Regions from separate parts of the Mus musculus genome. Here region 1 is linked to region 2. A link is a contact called in public promoter capture Hi-C data. All regions are on one chromosome and are shown on one strand. Each heading gives the region's core, a stretch centred on a gene start, on an enhancer-like site or on the middle of the called end of the contact. The rest is flanking DNA. Distances are from core to core; before and after follow the strand shown.

Evidence for each region. Promoter capture Hi-C pulls out the DNA fragments that hold promoters and counts their contacts.
Region 1: a promoter capture Hi-C map of pre-B cells shows a contact between it and region 2, with 3 times the contacts expected there. The contact joins the promoter of Tspan2os here to the promoter of Tent5c in region 2. A contact is called at or near these places in 3 of 39 promoter capture datasets (cranial neural crest, liver and pre-B cells).

Annotation. Positions count from the first base shown.
Region 1 is chr3:102,733,585-102,738,141 of GRCm38.p6, forward strand. Tspan2os (tetraspanin 2, opposite strand) reads right to left here and starts at 1,833. Exons shown (of 4, transcript NR_040588.1): 1 at 1,644-1,833. Tspan2 (tetraspanin 2) reads left to right here and starts at 1,186. Exons shown (of 8, transcript NM_027533.3): 1 at 1,186-1,481. The coding sequence starts at 1,413.
Region 2 is chr3:100,486,415-100,490,705 of GRCm38.p6, forward strand. It overlaps Tent5c (terminal nucleotidyltransferase 5C), which reads right to left and starts at 2,778. Exons shown (of 2, transcript NM_001142952.1): 1 at 2,680-2,778.

The DNA of each region.
Region 1 (4,557 bases), core at 583-3,082, 2.2 Mb after region 2:
CCCTCACCTTGGCCATCTCTCTGACTCCTGCTCCCAGGCTAGGTTGTACTTCCTCTGCTTCCTCCCCTGACCCCCTGCTCTCTCTACTGGCACCTTTTTGTTTGTTTGGTTTTGGTTTTTTGAGACAGGGTTTCTCTGTATAGCCCTGGCTATCCTGGAACTCACTCTGTAGACCAGGCTGGCCTCAAACTCAGAAATCTGCCTGCCTCTGCCTCCCAAGAGCTGGGATTAAAGGCGTGAACAACCACTGCCCAGCTACTGACACCTATTTTACAAATTAGGATCAGGTCCAGTCTTCTTGAAAAGCCTTCCTTAGTCAAGGCAGAAGCAGTCTCTTGCCCAGCTCCTAGCCCACCCACCTCACCTTGTTCCAAAAATTTGCTTACAGATCTGTGCCCTCCAGTAAAGATGTGATAGCAAGCCTGGCATTCTTCTGGTGTCCCCAGGGCTTGCTACTATGCCTGGCCTATAATTGGCACTTAGAGTGTTGCTAAATTAATGCACAAGCTCCCTGATTTTACACTTTCCTGTCTCCCCCGTGCCGTCTGACACCACATATTGTAGACACTTAGTCAACTGAAGTGAATGCCCGATTCTTCACCAGTCGCCTAGCTTAATAAAAACAAAGCAAAACAGAACTCGCTCCCTTTCCCTGATCTACACATCTCAGTCTAGACCCTAAGAATCTGGACTTCTTTCAAGGCCCCCGATCTATCAAACCTAGCAGGATGTGAGTGAGAGGTCTGACTCCCTTTCCCTGATCTGGTGGGCTGGACTGGGCAGGGTGGGAAGCAGTGTCAGGGCCCAGGGCCTCCGCCTGGCGCGCCTACTCCCAGTTCTTGCCTATTAAGGTAACAGTCCTCTAGGAACGCAGCGGCAGGAGGGAGGGTCCCCAGCAGCGGCCTCCGCCCGCGGCCTGGGCGCTTGCAGGACTCTGCTTAACTGCAGCCCTGGACACTCTGCCTGGCGCCTCACCACAGAGTCTCTACCGGCTTCACCGATCCTATTAGCTTTACCATCTGAAGTCACCTCCCTAGGTTTCCATAGACACGCAGGATAACTTCAACCATCATCGAGGGCCTCAAGGGAGTCTGGGCACCCGGCACTGATTAAATGGACCCCGCGTTCCGGGTGGGCGCACATATGCTCGGATAGCTACAGGAGCCCAAGCCCACCAGCGTGGACGAAGGTGGTGCTACCTCCAAGGGCCGGAGCGGGTGCGTGGGACCGGGATCTCCACCCCAGGGCGCCCCAGCCACAGCCAGCTGGCCGCTCGCGACCAAATCCCCGCCCGCAGACCACGCCCACAGGTCACGCCCCTCCCAACCCGCCCCGCCCCTCCACCGGCGCCCGCCGCTCCCGGGGCTCGGCGCGGGCCTGGGGAATCGGGAGCCCGCCGCCGGGGTCGCAGCATGGGGCGTTTTCGCGGGGGCCTGCGGTGCATCAAGTATCTGCTGCTCGGCTTCAACCTGCTGTTCTGGGTGAGACCCGAACCGGCGGGCCGGTTAGGGGGCCAGGGTCCCCGGGGAGGTGACCGCAATAGAGTTGGGCCATAGGAGAGGGCAGGATGTTCAGAGGCGCTAAGCAGACAAAGAGGGAGGGGACATATGGAGGGGGATAGGACATAGAGAAGCTTGAGCTACCAGAGGTGATGAGAAGAGGAGACACGGTGCGATGCTCCCCCGAAAGAAGCCATCATCTTCGGCGGCATCGCCCGGCGGGTGGCGCCAGGTGCGGGGATCTAGCGGGCCCCAATATTCCGAGGGCTGGGGGCCTGGCGGCCCGTGCTCCCTGCATCCTGCTGTGTACACACACCCACTTCTCGCGCTGCCTTCTCTGGGGAACCCGGCGGCCGGGCCAAGGCTCTGGGAGGGAAATCCCTACCGTAGGGCTGCCTGGGGTGGCGCCCCAACCAAGAGTGTGCGGACACGCCGCCTGGCTCTGGTGGTTTGTTGGGAAAATAACGGACAGTAGAGAAAATTGAAAGAGTGGGGAAGATCGTCCTTTTCTTGGGCATTGGCGGGGGGGGGGGTCTTCTGGGTGGGCAGTGGTGGGTGCTCTTTTACGAGGGGTTGGAAAATGGAGGGATTTTGGAAGAGCAGCAACATCCCCCTAGGGTCCCTGCGTACAACCAGTACTCTTGAAATGATCTCATTCAACTTTGCAGGGTGGTGTAGACCTGGCAGCATTCCCTGGGTAGAGATGCATAGAGACAGCCAGAGAGAGTGCCATGGCCCCAGTCTACTGTGTTAGCAGGGCATAGTTAGAGGTGTACCATCCCTGGAATACTCTCTCCCGAGCCCTGGAAAACGGTCAGAGGCCCATTCTGCACAGTCCCTATTGGCCTTCCAGTAACAGAATGCCAGCCAGTGTAGCTGCTCAGATAGACCCTGAGGGAAGACACGAGTCTCGCTTCAGGGGATGTGGGTAACTGCAGGAGCAGAGATGCTTTGGGATGCTTTGAAACCACTGGACTGGCCGCGATGGTTGTCCCATCTGCTCTGAGGAGGCTGGATGGACGATAAGTAATAAATTATTGAACGATGGGCCTCACTTGTGACTACCAACCCATCAGCCCTGAAGCCTGGGTGACTCCAGCAACTCTAAGCTCTTCAGAGACTGCGTGGCCATGACCAACACTGGCTAGCAATGGACAGTCTGGAGGCAGTACCTGGGGACATCCCCTGTATTTTAAAAATACATATAGACTTTGTACAACTTGGCTTTTACACCCATCACACTCCAGGAAGAAGACTTTCTGAGCGCCCTTGTGCTGTATTGTTTGTTTGTTTGTTTGTTTGTTTGTTTGTTTATAAGTCTGGCTTAATTTCGAAGGCTGTTAATTATAGGTGCCATGTTGCAGTGACACCCGTTACTCTCACTGCTTACAACATACTTTGTGTGAGCCAGGGAGGGAAGTCTCTCAGGCTGGGTTTAGTGCTTATTTTGTGCCAGCTTCTCCAGACTTATCAAACCTTTGCAGTGGGTTAGGGACAGTGCGCATGTGCAAGCAGGGCATCCCCATCTTCATAGACGAAGACGTGGGGGATCAGATAGGTCCCACAGCTGTTGAGTGGCAGAGACAGGACTCAAAGGCTGCCTCCTCCATCTTCATCCTGTGGGAGGTTCAGTCACCCAGCTGTCCTCAGAATGTGGCTCCTGGGTCAACAGCATCAGGGCTCCCTGGGGAATTTTCAGAAACATATATTTTCACTCAGCCCGGCTCGCTGAATCAGACAGTGTTGGGGAGGAGCCCAGCAAGCTATTCTAGAAGGCATCCAGGTAATCTGAACCCACGGGCATGTTTCAGAATCACCATCAAACAACTACTAGATAGATGCTGTTCCCAAAGCTGCTACTACAGCTAAGAGAACAGCCCACAGAGAACAACAAAAACAAAGTAAGGCAGGGTGACCAAGTGACAAGCTTCACACCCGGGTCACAAGCGCAGGGATGAAGTAGCACTCCAGTGAAGTCTGAGTGCCTGTCACTGAGATTGGAGATGGCCTTTTCTATATGTGATCTAAGTACAGAGTTCAGAAAAGCAATCCCAGTACCAGCGAGGACCCTAAACAACTTCATCTGAGAGATATCGGAGCTCAACCTGGGAGAACGGAGGTGGGCAGAGGGAAGCCACCAGATGAGGAGCAGAGCAAAGGATTGTGAGCCATCCGAGAGGCAAAGCCAGGGGGGGTCTGAGGGCAGAGATCCAAAGCATGGTGTGCTTAGATGAGGGGGCTTGCCAGAGTCAGTGTGCTCTCCCTCCATGCCAGAGTCAGTGTGCTCTCCCTCCATGCCAGAGCCAGCGTGCTTTCCCTCCAGGATTGCCTTCCCATCTGTTCAATTAGATGGACAGAGTTGTGCTGAGGACGTGTGTGATGTATCCTAAGCCAGCCTTATATAGTAGGGGCTTGAAGTTATTTGTTATTCTTGTTATTAACTGTCTGGCATACAGGAAGTGTTCAGTAACTAGTATCTGTCTTTCTCCTGGTGTCCTGACTGTTGGCAAACAGTATCTGTGTATGCCAAGTGACTTGCATGTGACTTCTTTGGTGGACAGCTATACACTATCCTCTCAACTCAGACTTGGCTTTTTTCCCCCACTAACATTGCCCACTCCCTGAGAGCAGGGATTTTTTTTTCTGTTATTTTTACATTCATTTCCCTGGCCCCTAGAATGGTGCCCAACACAGGTACTGAGTAACTAACTCTCTATAGTGGATTAATGAATCCTCAGGTTAGATACCTGGATTTAAACAGCTTTCTTGACTTTCAGACATCAGCTGTCAACTTTATCAGGAGAGCTGACATGCCTGTGCCTGTTCATTGTGGAGATGTTGAACTTTGCTCTCATAGACTGAGTCCAGGAGAGCTAGGAGGACCCAGCGGCTCCCTGAGAGAAGGTGGGCCGTGGATGGGCAGCAGGTATACTCCGCTTTCCTGATAAAGTGAAGGGACAAACTGAACCTGAGAGCTACCAGCTTGGGGAAGTGGATCGTATGGGAGAATTATTCATATAGAATCCAGTTCCACAGAGGCTCTGCCCTGGTTTCTAAC
Region 2 (4,291 bases), core at 1,528-4,027:
GAGTTATGTAAAGATGTTGTCTATAAACCTTTTGAACTCTAAGCCAAAACTCCCTTTCAATGAACGCATCCAGTCAAAAGGTTACAAAGCGGGAGAAACCTCAGGTTCAAGAAATTAGAAGGTCAGCTTTTCTCAAGTAGCTTTAAACTCACAAGCACGTCGTCAAATATGGAAAAGCTGGTGCCATCATAATACGATTTCAACAGCTACAGTCAAAACAGTGGGATGGTAGAAGGCATCTCCCCTATTCGCCGGTTACCTCAATAATGAGAAAAAACCAACAGACTAGTTTTAAACCAAGAAACACCTCAGATTCTGACTCACTCCCTATTAATCTCCAAACATTCAGAGAGAGATAGAAGAGAGAGGAGAGAGTGTCCAGGAGGCCAGGAAAGAGATAAGAACCCCCTAGCCATCATCTTAACTCTTAGCCCATCTCTGCTTCTACAGCTTTTCTTAATAATATAGGCTGTCCTTCTTCCATGGCTGATTCTACGACAGCATAGCATAGAAGAGAGATAGAGACAGGGTACTACTTAGTAGATGAAGCTGGGAAGGGAGGGCAGGAGGGAGGGAGGGAGAAAGGAAACATTCAATGCAGCTTTCCAGTTTTGTTGCAGCTGAGCCTAACTAATAGTACAACAGGGCTCAACAGTCCCCTTTTAAATTGCTTTCATTGCTGAGTGGTTCCTGGACTTTCCCATGGGCAATGCAAAGCAAGTATAATCTGCCTGCCCTTGGACACTGGGGGATGCATCCCCACTGGGGTTGGTGATGGAGGGCAGAGGCTGGAAGTCCTGCAGAAAGCTTGGTAGCTATACTTGCAGCAGAGCTGGAAAAGCTGGAGAGCGAGCCCTTGGCACTCCACTCACACTCAGACCAACAGGCCAGGAGCCAAGTCCTCCCTTCTGAGTTCACAAACTTAATCTCTAGATACAAGGTAGGTATTATGGGAGAAACTCAGACTAAAGAGTGTGACTGTTTGTTCTAGGTGCACACACTAAAGTTACTCATAAAACTTCGGGACCTTTCTTTTAGTAACAGTCTAGAGATCGCTCAACAACCCCCACAATTTTAACTATAGTAAGCAACATCCTGTGCAGATCCTGGGACAATTATTCCACACATCGAACTCTCCATCTAAAAGCTTCTTAAACCAAAGTGTCTCTTCAGAGAGAAGGTTTCAGCTGTCCGATCCGGATACTAAGATACTAAGCCCTCCATCCCCACAAACAAGGCCAGCAGAGGACAGGACCACTGGTGGTCCAGCTGTAGCAGCTGGGAGAGAAAAGTGGCTCTTCGTTACTCCTCACCCCACACCCTTCGACTGCGGGGTAAGATGTGGAAAAACAATCACACCTCTGGTGACTTCCAGCAAGATAGAATTCTTGGTAAGCCTTCCTACCACCCTCTTGGCTGCCTGGCTAGCTTTCTGGCTCCCTCGCTGCCTTGCCAAGCAAATTACAGTGGAAGTTGTTGTAGCCAGCAATGGCCACCGTCACCCTCCTTCCCAGAGTAGCGGGGCAGCTGGGGACCTAATTTAGGAGGATTTGACCATCTTAACTTTATTTCCAGAACACCAAACTCGTCATAATTCAAACTATTACATACACAGCTATTCTTAAAAAATCAGTAAGTCTATTAAATCTTTCGTTGTAAGCACTTTATCCTCAATTGAGGGAGGGGCTTAAGACTTGGGTCCGGGCTCTGAACGGTTTCTCCACATTAAAGGTTGAGAGGAGAGAAAAGAGGCCTAGACCACCTAGGGATGACAATCGATGCTGGTGGAAGTTTTGCGTTCTTGAAAAACCAACTAGGCATTTCCTCACCAGCCCTCCAGGACTTTGCGGTCTCCTGCCCTCCAGCCTGCCCGCGCTAGGTGTAAAGGCTACCAGCTGGTACTGCAGGTTCCTCAACTTCTTCCTATGGAGAAGGCTCTCACCCTCCTCGCAAACTGCGCTAAAGAAGTTCCCTGACCCGGACGATCCGGGAGCCGCGCCTCTAAGCCACCGACAGCACCGCTATCAGAGTCAACGGACTGACTACATGGCTTTCAGCCTACGCAGTAAGCGACTTTCGATCCCCAAAGGGGAGGAACCAGGTTTCACAGCCGCTGAATTCTCGAGAAGTTTCCGAGAGACGCGCAGCTTCGATCATTTGGCCGCGCTGGGTGTCCACAGTCCCAAAGGGAGAAGGATCTCAGCCGCCATCCCGGGCACCGAGCCCAGGAAACTGCCCTCCCCTCGCCGGCCAGGCTTTAGCCCCGACCGCTGCGTCTTCATCTGCGCCGCCAAAACCGCGGGGTTCAAAATCGCCCGGGTTCCGGGCTCGGTGTGCGCGCCACAGGGGCGCAGCTCAGAGCCGGAGCACCGACTAGGTGCAGGGAAAGAGCCCCCTACACTCCGGCTGCCGGGGCAGCAGGAACTCGCCCAAGTTTGCCAAAGCCCGGCCACGGTCTCCGAAAAGTTTGCCTCCTTCACAGAGGAAAGTTTGCGTGAGGGACGCGGGAGCCAGGCGGGTCCTGACACCTGCTGGCATCTCTCCTCCATCCCCGGGGCATGCCACCAGGCTCTGCCGGGACTGACCCTAAGCGGGAAAGCGCGGCCCCCCCCGCCCCCCCCGCCCCGGAGGACCGCAGCAGCATCCTCCCACCTGCGGAGGAGGGGAGTGTGGACTCACCTGGGCGTTGGAAGAGGAGGTGACTGAGGCAGGTGGTTGGCGTGGGCAGCCCCCAGCAGGAGCGGAGCGGAGACTGCGGCCCCTAGACAGCTGCGGCGAGTGAGCGGTCCGGCCGCCGCCCCCTCCGATCTTAACCGGCCTGACCACTCCCCCGCGCCTCCCCGCCCCTGCCCCCGCCCCGCGGCCGGCCTCCCGGGGGAGCCAGGGCGGGGCGCGCCGGCCGGGGCCCCGCGGGATCCTTGCGCCCCGCGCTGACGGCGGGGGGCCGGACGAACGCCGCCCTCTGATTGGCTCCTCGGGTCAATGGTTGCCGAGAGACGAGTAAACCTCGGGCGGCGCAAAGGGGCGGGGTGACCAAGAGGCAGCGTTGCGCAGGCGCAATAGAGAGGTGCTTTGTGGGCGGCGAACTAACTTTGGGGTTGAGGGCACAATTTTCCTCTGTCCTCTCCGCTCCACTCTGCCGTCTTCTTTAGCTTTCCCTTGCCTAGACTGTCCTTCCCTCTACCCCGCTTGCTCCCTGGCGGGCGCGTCTTCTTTCAAACTTTTAGGCGCTCCTCGCCCCAGTGCTCTCTGGTTTCCGGGAGCCGGGAGTGGAAGCCCACGCCTGCCTCGCGCGGTGTTTGTGAAGTCGGAAAACTCTTAGGTGGGCCCTGGAAAAATCTTTCTGATTCCTCGAACAAATTGGCTGGAGGTGAGGTCGTGGTCCTGGGGGGAAGGAAGCAGCTGTGGCCGCGCGGACCACCTGTGTGCAATTGGCGATCCCGGGAAGCTATCGCCAAAGCCTTAAGCACAGCAGCTCAGCTCTCCAGAGAGCAGCGCTGGTCTTTGCTGCTTGTTACTGCTCGCAGGTGTGGGACACACACACACACACACACACACACACACACACACACACACACACACACTCACTCACTCACTCACTCACACACACATAGTTGATGGCTCACACACACACACACACACACACTCACTCACTCACTCACTCACTCACACACACATAGTTGATGGCTCCGCTGTGGAACTCTCCTTCACCACTTAATTACCCGGAAGGCCTTGCAAGAAGCTATTGTGGTTTGGTCTTTATTTTAAGACAATGCCTCCTGAACCCCAGACAGGCCTCTAAGTAGCCTTGGCTCACCTTTAACTGATCCACCTCTGTGCACCTCCCAACTGCTGGGATTATAGGCGTGGTCTACCACGCCCAGCTTTACTGACCGTCTTGACCTATCCTCCAAAAACACTATTTCCCATCTGTATTATGGGAGGAAGGACGAGATAACCGTGAGATCAATATTATGGAAATAGCTATTAATCATGCACTGCTTGCTAAAAAGTTCATGCCAGGTACTAAATAAATCAGAAAGCAGTCGTTAATAAACACTTGTTGAGTTTCGTTTGACCCTCTCCTGGGTACTGGGGCCTAGATGGCTTCCCGAATCGGTGCTCTCTTCTGCCCTCTCCACCTCTGTGGAGCGTGAGTATCCGTATCCAGCAGTGTCTGCTAGGCTATGAAGAGTTCTCACACATGCACATGCTTTCTCTGGTAGGGGAGGCGAATTCCCAAAACTAAAACAGTGTAAGACATCAGTATGAGAACTTACATGTTCTTGAA